Linked DNA regions of Pan troglodytes: all the other regions are linked to region 3. A link is a contact called in public capture Hi-C data. All regions are on one chromosome and are shown on one strand. Each heading gives the region's core, a stretch centred on a gene start, on an enhancer-like site or on the middle of the called end of the contact. The rest is flanking DNA. Distances are from core to core; before and after follow the strand shown.

Region 1 (3,854 bases), core at 519-3,018, 720 kb after region 3:
TGGGAGGCTGAGGCAGGATAGTCACTTGAACCCTGGAGGCAGAGGTTGCAGTGAGCTGAGATCACACCACTGCACTCCACCCTGGGAGACAGAGCAAAACTCCGTCTCAAAAAAAAAAAAGAGACACTGTCAAGAGAGTGAAAAGATAACACACAGAACGAGAAGAAACACTTGCAAATCTTGTATCTTATATATAAGGGTTTAATATCAAGCATATATATATTGCACTGTTTTTTTGTTGTCGTTGAGTTGTAGGAGTTTCATGGAAAACCCCAAAATGAGCAAAGAACTTGCATAGCTATTTCTCCAAAGAAGATATACAAATGGTCAATAGGCACATGAAAAGATGCTCAATATCACTAATTACTAGTGAAATGCAAATCTGAATCACAATGACAGACCATCTCACAGCTGCTAGGATAGCTATTATTTTTTATTTTTTTATTTTATTTCTTTAATTTTTTGAGATGGAGTCTCACTCTGTGGCCCAGGATGGAGTGCAGTGGCACTATCTCAGCTCACTGCAACCTCCACCTCCTGGGTTCAAGCCATTCTCCTGCCTCAGCCTCCCAAGTAGCTGGGATTACAGGCACCTGCCACCACACCCCGCTAATTTTTGTATTTTTAGTAGAGATGGGGTTTCACCATGTTGGCCAGGCTGGTCTCCAACTCCTGACCTCAAGTAATCTCCCACCTCAATCTCCCAAAGTGCTGGGATTACAGGCATGAGTCACCGCACCCAGCCTTAAATTTTTTTTTAATTAATGGAAAATAAATGTTGGCAAGGATGTAGAGAAATTGAAACTCTGTTTCATTCCTGGTGGGAAGATAAAATGGTACAGCCATTCTGGAAGACAGTTTGGCAGTTTCTTACAAAGTCAAACATAGACTTATACAACCCAGCAATCACAATCCCAGGCATTACCCAACTGAGTTGAAAATTTGTGTCAATACAAAAACCTCTATGCAAATATTCATAGCAGCAAAGCAAGAACACGGTTTCAATATACATGTGTTTAGTGACCATGATAATGTGCAAACCAAGAATTGCCTGTTTTGAATGTGTTACTTCCTGTCTTGGAGCCTCACTTTCTCTAAATAAGAGGAAGAGCCTGAAGATTCCTGAGAGGTTTCCTACTTTGCTGGTGAAGGAACTTGGGAGTCTGCAAATGTCCCTAAATGAGTTCTGGATGTCACCTTGACCTGGCTTCACACTTAGAGTTGCCAGGTTTAGCAAATACAAATATAGGTCATTCAATTAAATTTGAATTTCAGATAAACAACAAGTAATCTTTTAGTATAAGTATGTCCATGTAATATTTGGAGCACCCTTCTACCGAAAAGAAAATTCATGGTTTATCTGAAATTCAAATTTAATACAGCCTCTTGTATTTTATCTGGCAATCCTATTCCCACTACTGCCCTTGAGAGCCTCCCCGCTTCCCCTCCACATCCATCCTCCTATGTTGCTTTGAAAATAAACAAGCATCAGGGACTGACACACTGATTTCAAAGTCCCTGCCACTTAAATGGATCCCTTTCATCTACCAGGAACTGAAGATGGAAACAAGTGGGCGGGGACAAAAGAGAGCTGAGTGAAGGGAGGTGGTGGAAAGGAAAGGGGCGTTTCGTGACATCGGCCCAGACTGCTGTCTCCACTGAGGCTCAGGGGCCTCAGGGTTGGCCTCCTGCACTCCTTCTCAACCTTGGACGCATGTTGGGAGCTCCGAAAAATAATGCTTGGGCGTGACCTGGGCGGTGGGAAGTTTTTAAGCTTCTCTAGTGATTCCTCGAAACAGCCTAGGCTGCTGTTTTCTTGCTGCTAGCAAACCAGCCAAACTCAGTGGCAAAAATCACCGCTCCCAGCCAGGCAGCCGGGCAGCTCTCATTCAGAGGCTCATGCAGCTGAGGTCATCTTGAAAACTTCTGCTTGCACATATCTGGACTTGAGATTAACTGTCACCTGGGATCTCAGTAGGGCAGTCAACCAGATCACCTGTATGTGGCCTTGGCTTATAGCCTGGGCTTCTTTGCAGCACGCCTGTTGAGTTCCAAGGGAGCCAGACAGAAGTGGCATGGCCTTTTCTAATCTAGCCTGGAGTGTCGTGTAGTATCCCTTCAGCCACATTCTACTCATCAGAAGCAAGTCACTAAGGCCAGCTCACATTCAAGAGGGAAGGAATTAGGCCGGGCACCGTAGGTCACGCCTAATCCCAGCATTTTGGGAGGCCGAGGTGGGCAGATCACTTGAGGTCAGGAGTTTGAGACCAGCCTGACCAACATAACAAAACCCCATCTCTACTAAAAATACAAAAATTAGCTGGGCATGATGGCAGGCGTCTGTAATCCCAGCTACTGGGGAGGCTGAGGCATGAGAATTGGTTGAACCCAGGAGGTGGAGGTTGCAGTGAGCTGAGATCACGCCATTGCACTCCAGCACTCTAGCCTGGGCGACAGAGTGAGACTCTGTCTCAAAAAAAAAAAAAAGCCGGGTGCAGTGGCTCATGCTTGTAATCCCAGTACTTTGGGAGGCCGAGACAGGTGGATCACCTGAGGTCAGGAGTTCGAAACCAGCCTGGCCAATATGGTGAAACCCCGTGTCTACTAAAATAAAAGATTAGCTGGGTGTGGTGGCATGTGCCTGTAATCCCAGCTACTCAGGAGGCTGAGGGAGAAGAATCACTTGAACCTGGGAGGCGGAGGTTGCAGTGAGCCGAGATTGCACCACTGCACTCCAGCCTGAGCAAGACAGCAAGACTCCATTTCAGAAAAAAAAAAAAAAAAAGAGGGATGAAATTAGACTTCATCTCTTGATGGGACAAATGCCAAGGAATTTGTGATCCTATGTGAAGACCACCACAGCTACCACTGGAATAAAGTCTCCAGAATCCATTCTCCTGTCTACACTCCCCCAGCCCAAGCCACCATCACTGCTCACCTGGGAAGTCCAGTAGCCTCTGCAGGGTCTCCCTGCCTCCCATCTCCCACCCCAGGCTGTCCTCCACACTGCAGCTGGAGTCTCGAGCCCAGAGAGTGGAGTCCACGGCCCCCACAAGCTGGTCTTTGTGTCTCCAATTCATTCGCATCCTCAAGCTCCCAGGCAGAGCCAGACTCAGTACAAGCAGGTGCCCTCCCGAGCCATGCATGAGCCTAGCTCCTGCCAGACAGGCACGTCATCCCTTGGTAGGGAGCCACAAAACTTCCCAACCCCCATCCCTCGCTCCTCCTTCAGGACCTGACCCAGACCCCTCTCCAGGGAAGCCTTCTCTGAGCATCCCCAAGGTGGGTCAAGCTCAACACCCTGGCCTTTCCTTTGCAATGTATAGGTCGTTTCACACATTTTCTTTTAACCTTGTACTGCAGTTTAACACATATGCAGAAAAGTGCACAAATCCTTAGTGAATTTTCACAAAGTGAGCAAGCCTGTATATCCAGCTCTCAGGTCAAGAAACAGAACATTTCTAAGGCTGGGTGAGGTGGCTCATGCCTGCAATCCCAGCACTTTGGAAGACTGATGCGGAAAGATCACTTGAGGGAAGGAGTTCAAGTCTAGTCTGGGCAACATAGTGAGACCTCTTCTCTATAAAAAATTTTTTAAAATTAGCCAGGCATGTTGGCACATTCCTGTAGTCCTGGCTACTCAGGAGGCTGGGGCAGGAATATCACTTGAGCCCAGGAGGTTGAGGCTGCAAAAAGCTATAATTGTACCACTGCACTCCAGCCTGGGCAACAGAATAAGATTCTGTTGAAGGAAAGAAGGAAGGAAGGAAGGAAGGAAGGAAGGAAGGAAGGAAGGAAGGAAGGAAGGAAGGAAGGAAGGAGAGAGGAAGAAAGAGAGAACATTTTTATTCGGG
Region 2 (3,651 bases), core at 1,048-3,547, 920 kb after region 3:
GTTGTTCTACTAACAGGTTTGGCTTGCAGGAAATCTGCAATGCCTGGGACATTTCAGATTTGCAATTTAGGGAGGACCAGGGTGTACAGACCTCCAACCTCAGCACTCAGAGCTTTGTCTCCTCCCTGAATTTCCCTCTTTTTTTTGAAATTGCTTTGTCATCCAGACTGGAGTGCAATGGCACGATCATACCTCATCACAGCCTTGAGCTCCTGGACTCAAGCGATCCTCCTGCCCCAGCCTCCTGTGTAGCTGGGACTACAGATGTGCGCCACCACATCCAGCTAATTTTTTATTTTTGTAGTGACGGCTCTCTATGTTGCCCAGGCTGGTCTTGAACTCCTGGCCTCAAGCGATCCTCCCACCCCAGCTTCCCAAAGTGGTGGGATTACAGGCGTAAGCCACCAAACCTGGCCTGTACTTCCCATTTGGCAGCACTGTCTCGATACTATTGTAGCTCTGGTTGCTGTGTTCATGCGTACACTTAGGTTTTCTTTCTCTGAAAAGTCAGGGATGCCAGAAGGGGACCTTATCTCTCTTGGCTACTATTCTATTCCCCAGTCTGAAGGGGGAGCTGGCACTGGGAAGGCCCTGAGTCCATGTTTGTTTTCTGGGAATACCATTAAAGGTAACTGACCACTTTTGTTTGCATTGACTAGAAAGACAAGAAATGATGGCTTTAGCTGTATAATACTCTCCTCCAGGCACTTGAAACAGCCCTACCCAATCATATTAATGATAATCACTCGTGGTAACCAGTCTCTGAGTTGGCCCCAGTGATCCATGCCTACCAGCCTTCATGACTCTGTGCAGTCCCAGCCACATGGACGAATGTGTAGGGGTGTTGCAGTGATGGTGTGCAACCTTTAAGCCAGATCATGAAGACGCTGTGGCTTCTGCTTGGTTGTTTGGATCCTTCCCTCTGGAGGATGCCAGCTTCCTCATCAAGAGGACATTGGAACAGCCTGTGGAGAGCCCCACCTGCTGAGGCACTCAGGCCTCATGGCCAACAGCCCAGCCACATGAGAAAGTGGTCCTCTGGGAAGCACATCACCAGGCCCAAGCACCCCTTCAGATGACTACAGCCTCAAGAGAGGGCCCAAGCTAGAACCGCCCAGCTACAGCACTCTCAAATTCCTGACCCTTGGGAGCTGTGAGAGAGGATATTGGTCTTAAGCCACTAAGTTTTGCATTTGATATGCAGCAATAAATAACAACTACAGTGATACTGATGTTGTTCCTTAATAATACCAATTAGTGATGATTTCTTAGTCTTTTTTTTTTTTTTTTTTTTTTTTTAAAGAAATGGGGTCTTGCTATGTCTCCTAGGCTGGAGGGCAGTGATGCCATCATAGCTCACTGCAGCCTCAAACTCCTGGGCTCAAGTGATCCTCCTGCCTCAGCCTCCCGAGTAGCTGGGACTACAGGCACAGGCTACCACACCCGGCTAATTTTTAAATCTGTTGTAGAGACGAGGTCTCACTATGTTACCCAGGTTGGTCTTGAACTCCTAGGCCTTCCAAAGTGCTGGGGTTACAGGTGTGAGCCACGACGCCAGGCCCCACATTATCTTTTTTAAAAGATGCAGTATAAAACCTTAGCAAACAGTGTGCTCGCTTTGCAAATGCAGCTTTAAGAGAAGCCCCTTACCTTCCAGTGCCTTCCAATTGCATCGTTGCCCCCGAGTTCCTCCTACGCGGAAATCTGGTGCTTTCACTGTAAGAAAAGCAGGCATAAGAAAGTGAGAGGGTTGAAGTTCTATTTATTGCCACAGTCAAAGGGGGCAGCCAGAACAAACGCAGGGTTTCCGGGGAGTTAGCTGTGGAGCGCAGCAGAAAGGCCGCTGGGGTCTGGCTGGGAGGACAGATTTCCTTGGCGCGCTGTGCAGCAGCCTTCCCAGAGGATGGGGGCCGGGGGGGATGGGGGGCGAATTATTTCAATAATAAAGGAAAGGAAGATTTTTATTTTAGGTCAATAAAACAAAAAACTCGACCATAATTCGTTAATTTTATTGAAATGGCATGCAAATTACTTGATGAAACTTAGCAGAAAAGCGGCTCGGTGCAAACAACGAGCATTGTTTGGGAGCGCGTTTCCCGTTGGTCTCAAATCCACATACAATATTTCCTTAGTGCTTAATTATTTCCCCACTGCTCGCGTCTGCAGGGCTGAGCCCTTTGTCTGGCTCGCTTTGCACGCGGCGGGCAGCAAGTGCGGCGCCCTCCCCCGCGCCCGGCACAGATGGGGCCCCGGGGCCTTTGTTTTAGGGGTGGAGCGACAAGATCTGTAAAGCGGGCGCTGCAGGCCGGGTGCACGTGCTGCGGGCGCGGGGGTCCCCAGGCCGCCGTCCCCTTCCTTCCTCCGCCCCATTGTCTGCCGGCGTATGGGAAGCCGCTGCGCTCCCGCCGTGCGAGGGCTGTAATCTTTGAGGTTTCTGCAGATTTGTGGAGGAGCTTACTTGACAGCAATCTCTTGGCGTGCTCAGATCACTCTGCAAGCCTCTGGCACACGCAGGGCCGCCGCTAAAGCAAGGGCCTCTGGTCCCCCGGGCCTGCCCCGCGCAGCTCCTCCTGGCAGCTCCTCCAGCAAAGCACCTCAGCACCGAAAAATAAAATCCTACGGCGGGGATTTAGACCAGAGAGGAGTGAGGTTTTGGGGCCTGGCGCCTGCTTGAGCCTCGGGTAGGGGAGGGTCTTCCTTGGCTACTGGGTATGCTGTGGGCCCATGCTGCACCCCTAAATTCCTGACCCACAGGACCTGCCAAAGGTAATCCATCGCCCCAAAGTCACCCTATTCGGGTGGGATCTCTGCTTTCATAACAGAGAAGGGTCCCAGCAAGGGGACTGAGGAACGAATGTGTGCAAAACACTGGTTTCATTCTGAAGTCAGAAGTGTGGTTCCCCCATGCAGCTGGAATTTTGCAGGGACGGCCCGGCTATAAGATGGGTAATGCATGTAGAGTAGGAGGGAGGGCAGACCCCAGAGACCCCACCCCACTGCAGGTGAAACGCAAAAGAACGCCTTGCAGATTCCAAGGTGCCCACTCTTCCCGGCGCTCCAAACTATCAGGATGTTTTCCGTGCTGGAGGAGTCCCTGACATTTCCTCCTCTCTGATTTTCGCCATATTTACAACGTGTGTGTGTGTTTACCTTCCTGGACTTCCCTGCCTTCCAAAGGCGCTCTGCACCCAGTGCAAATGCCCTCACCCTCAGGGCCCTCTCAGGTCTCCCCATCTCTGCCAGCCGTGTGTTAAGCGAAGAACAGAGGCTTGAAGGCCAAGAGCCCTAGATTTCTGTTCTGATTGTGTTACTGACAGTGTGATCAAGGGCAGGTCCCTTCCTCTCTCTATTTTCGGGGTAGCCTAAGAAATCGTCTGAGAACTGGAGGGGCTCTGTCTAATCGAAGACTGTGACTGGGGAGCCTCGGTTCTTTGCAGGGCCCAGAACCTGCCCCTCCATCAGCAGTTCCAGACTCTGAGCCTGGGAGCGTGCATTACCAGGAACAAGGAGACACGGTGGCTACACGTGAAGGTGGGTTCTGATGATGCTAGATTGCTGTGGGCAGATATTCTGGGACTTCTCAGAGCCCTGAAATCCTTCCTTTGTGGAAAAGTCAACTGGGCCGAAAGCTGGACCTGATGTCCAAGATTT
Region 3 (3,672 bases), core at 369-2,868:
AGGGGGGTGGTGAGGGGTGAATAAGGGGGGTGGTGAGGAATGAAGAGGGCCAAGTGGGATGATGATCAGATGATTGCATGCACTAATGAACATTCCAGATTTTGTGATGATCCCCAATACTGCCCACCTAGGAACTGGGTGATTACTATGCCGGGCGATCACACCTGTTGGATGTACCTAGGTGAAGGTCAGGCTCCCTCCCCACTGGGCCCCACGCAGCCTGGGCACCAGCCCTTGGCTCACACCTGCTGCCAGGTAGCAGCCAGGGAGACTTCTTATGCAGCCCGCTTGTTTCAAAGGAGCGTCGGCGACAGGGAGGGGAGGATCTCAAGACCTTTAATTAGCTGGGAATTGCACCCTCTCTAGTGGCTTGCTTGTGAGAACTAGAGAGCTAAGGAACAGCTCCTCAAAGAGGAAGATGGCACTTGCCAGAAGGCAGAGCTAAAGCACGCAGGTGAATCCTGGGTTCTGATGGGGCAAGAGTTCTCCATTCCAGCAAACTCCAGACAAGAGCCAGCAGCAGGGGGGCACGCAGCCTCCACCATTGCACATGCCCTGTGTGTGCCAGGGAAGTGACCCTCTTTTCCTGGGGTCTAACTTCCCTGTCTGCAAACTCTTGTGTTATGAGCAAGGCAGGCTGGGCGGGACCCCTTGGCGGAGAAGGGAAGAGCCACACCTCCCTAAGGAAGTGACTCCCACCTCTCTTCCATCACCTGCTCCTAAGGGAGTGACTCCCACCTCTCTTCCGTCCCCTGCTCCTAAGGGAGCGGCTCCCACCTCTCTTCCATCCTCTGCTCCTAAGGGAGCGGATCCCACCTCTCTTCTATCTCTTGTCCCAGACATTCTAGTTTTTCAAGAGAACCTGAAAGCCTGGATTTGTACATTTAAAAAATCTTTCATTTTTAAACTGTGTGCAACCAATTGAAAGCAAAAGTGTAATATCGGACAAGTCAAACAAAACACAACTGTGAGCTGGCTCCAGCCATCAGGCCACTCTTCAAGTTTCATTGCACTCATAGGCCTCTCAGAGGGCCCCACCTAACCTTCCATGCCCTGTGTCTGCTTGTCTCCCCGAAAGCAGATGTGCAGTGAGAAGACAGATGCTACACCCAGATCTAATGTGTGGTCTCTGGATCAGCAGCACAGCCATGACCCTGGAGCTGAAGGGCAGGATAGAGGGTCCTCCCCAGAACTACTGAGTCAGAATCTGCATCATAGCAAGATCCATGGGGATCTGGTTGCACATGAGACTTTGAGAAACACTTGTCTAAAAACAAGTAAGATAAAAGAGTCAAGCATGGTGAAACCCTCTCTCCTCTCCAGGACTTGGAAATGCCCAGATAACGGCACCTTCCCTCATGTTTAATCTTTTCCACCCAACCTTACTAGGCTAGAAATAGCCGCCATTCAGTCCTGGGAGGATCCTGGATTCTGACGGGGCATGGAGAGTGGATGCAGCACTGTCACTGGGTTCCCCGCCTTGGTGTTACAGCTTCCACTGCCCACACGGGGAGTAAGAAGTTGGTTTCCAGAATAATCCCTCTCTGGCTTCCATCGCTGCAGGAGACTTTACAGCCACCAGGGATGACCCCAAGCCCACGCCCCAGGTGAAGGTCAAGCAACCGGAACAATGCCACTCAGCTCAGATCACTAGGACAGGAAGCCCAGGAAAATTCCCTTCGGAGATCAGCCTTCTACGAAACTAGAAGTTGCATGCTACTGACTCCAGACCCAGGAGAGGCAGACACAGCACACACAGTAAAGGGGGAAAAGTTTCCTGGTGAGTCCTACAGAATGACGGGGCTCATTCACTCCTTAGAAAAGCACCTCTCTGCATCCATGGGGGCCTCAGGATGATGGTGGAAATGCCTGCTGCCATCTCAGCTTTACTTCCGCGACTCTCCCCAGATCCCCAGGCCTCGTCAGCAAAGACACATCTATCGATAATTACAGAATACACAGCTTTGGGGGGCATTTCCCTTCCATTCACGACATTTAGTGGTGTCAGTCTGAGCATAAATACAATTAGATTTGAGAGTTCTATTACAAAAGCCAATAAAGCGGGCCTCAGTAGAGATTCTAAAATTACTTAACTTTTCTTTAGAAAAATATTAAAACAGTATTATCACATCAATGAGAAGAAAAGACAGCAAGATAATAAAGTTATGTTAAACCTCCCTGTATTTACTCATGTGTGAAACAGTTATGTCTGGTCACATAATTGCAATGGTTCTGAGAAATATTTCATATTTTATAATGAACATTAAAAGAGTTTGTGGATCATTACTTTATATGAGTTCCAAAGTTATTACATAAAACCCAATAGGAATGGTTATAAATTATCAGATCCTCTGGCCTGGCCTTGGTAAACATAACATGAAGACTGAGACATTTCAGCAGACAAGATTCATGAGAAGAGGTAAAAATTCTTCCTGCATTTTAAGGAGAAAAGAAGACCAGAGTACTTGTAACCAGCTCTTAGCATTTTTGTTTCTGTTTCAAAGAAATTCTATTGAACCACTTGCTTAAGCCACACACACACAAAGCTTCTGTTAGAACAAAAGAGAATTTCCTTTAGACACTGCCCTCATCTCCCCATTTTTCATTATCCTATCTGTGGCCTTAAGGTCACTGCCAAATTCTTGAATTTTTCAACACAGTGTGGGTTTAAAATGCTGTACTTAGCAGGCTCATACGATACCCAACAATTCTTTATTTTCAAAAGGAGATCCTCTCTTTGAAATCTGAAAATATGGCATCTTTACAGAAATTGGAGAGTTGATAACATTCTGAGGAAGTTTTCTTTTGGGGTCTGCAGAATAGGTTTGTAGACAGCATTTTAATTACAAACTATCATTCGTGAACCACGGTTAAGCATGAAATGGATGCTATTCAATTTCCTCGTGCTTATTCTCTTTTTAAAAAATAAATCACAGCATTATATTTTGTTCTGAAAAATCACACCTGGAGCTTCCCTTCCTCCCTCCCCCTTGCTTTCTGCAAGGTGAAAGAGTTAAGTATCGGAAGAATAGCAGCTGGGTAAACAAAGTTAAGGACCAGAGAAGTAACGTCGAATCTTCTTGTCAGCATCCAAGAGGCACAGTGCCCAACTGGGCCTTTGGAGATGCTGAAAATTGGGGCGCTTTCTGATGAAACACACAGGCAACATTTGCTACCTGGTTCTAGGAAATACAGGCACCTCCCTCGCCTTTGTCCAAAGCAGCCCCGCTTCCGGTACCTGTGGAGTGAAGGTGGGCGCCCGCCCTCCAGGACCCCACCTAACCCCTGTGAGGCTCCCCTACCTGCCAACTCCCAACCTTATCCCGGGTTCTCCCCTTTATGTGGCGCAGCTGTTGGTGAGGCTTTCTCAGCAAACAGATGTCTTTTGGAGAATTTAAAGCTCTGAGTTGGAGGCCAGATTCTGACTGTACTTTGAATTATGTCTGCCTCGATCATTATGCAGTCATTCACATATATTTTAGACATCAATATTGTCTTGAAATATTCTCGAGTTCTCAATGCTATTTATATGCTTCCATTCTCTCCTTTGCTTCTGCTCTGACAGTATGCTCCAACGTCCCAGAGTCACTGACGACTTGCAGATCATTTTAACACATATTTTCATTGGTGAGGGCTTTGCCATTTCATTTAACATGATTTCTCGCTAAATTG

The links. Capture Hi-C pulls out chosen DNA fragments and counts their contacts.
Region 1: a contact with region 3 is called in a capture Hi-C map of stem cell-derived neural stem cells, with 4 times the contacts expected there. The contact joins two enhancer-like sites. A contact is called at or near these places in 1 of 1 datasets of contacts at active chromatin or transcription factors (stem cell-derived excitatory neurons) and 1 of 1 other capture datasets (stem cell-derived neural stem cells).
Region 2: a contact with region 3 is called in a capture Hi-C map of stem cell-derived neural stem cells, with 4 times the contacts expected there. The contact joins two enhancer-like sites. A contact is called at or near these places in 2 of 7 Hi-C or Micro-C datasets (blood and stem cell-derived neural progenitor cells), 1 of 1 datasets of contacts at active chromatin or transcription factors (stem cell-derived excitatory neurons) and 1 of 1 other capture datasets (stem cell-derived neural stem cells).

The regions. Positions count from the first base shown.
Region 1 is chr20:33,019,400-33,023,253 of NHGRI_mPanTro3-v2.0_pri, reverse strand. The region is part of intron 1 of URI1 (URI1 prefoldin like chaperone); the gene reads right to left. Among named protein-coding and RNA genes, the nearest start is that of URI1, 4.5 kb to the right of the region's middle. Within about 2 kb of position 1,768, at least 4 of the 24 cell types and tissues checked have an H3K27ac peak or open chromatin away from gene starts, as enhancers often do. A contact at or near this core is called in stem cell-derived neural stem cells, where this site is marked.
Region 2 is chr20:32,822,032-32,825,682 of NHGRI_mPanTro3-v2.0_pri, reverse strand. It overlaps LOC104003328 (a long non-coding RNA gene), which reads right to left. Exons shown (of 5, transcript XR_010153570.1): 3 at 2,459-2,616; 4 at 1,651-1,716. Among named protein-coding and RNA genes, the nearest start is that of C19H19orf12, 8.8 kb to the right of the region's middle. Within about 2 kb of position 2,297, at least 15 of the 24 cell types and tissues checked have an H3K27ac peak or open chromatin away from gene starts, as enhancers often do. A contact at or near this core is called in stem cell-derived neural stem cells, where this site is marked.
Region 3 is chr20:33,741,012-33,744,683 of NHGRI_mPanTro3-v2.0_pri, reverse strand. All of the region lies in intron 5 of ZNF536 (zinc finger protein 536), which reads right to left. Among named protein-coding and RNA genes, the nearest start is that of ZNF536, 430 kb to the right of the region's middle. Within about 2 kb of position 1,618, at least 1 of the 24 cell types and tissues checked has an H3K27ac peak or open chromatin away from gene starts, as enhancers often do. A contact at or near this core is called in stem cell-derived neural stem cells, where this site is marked.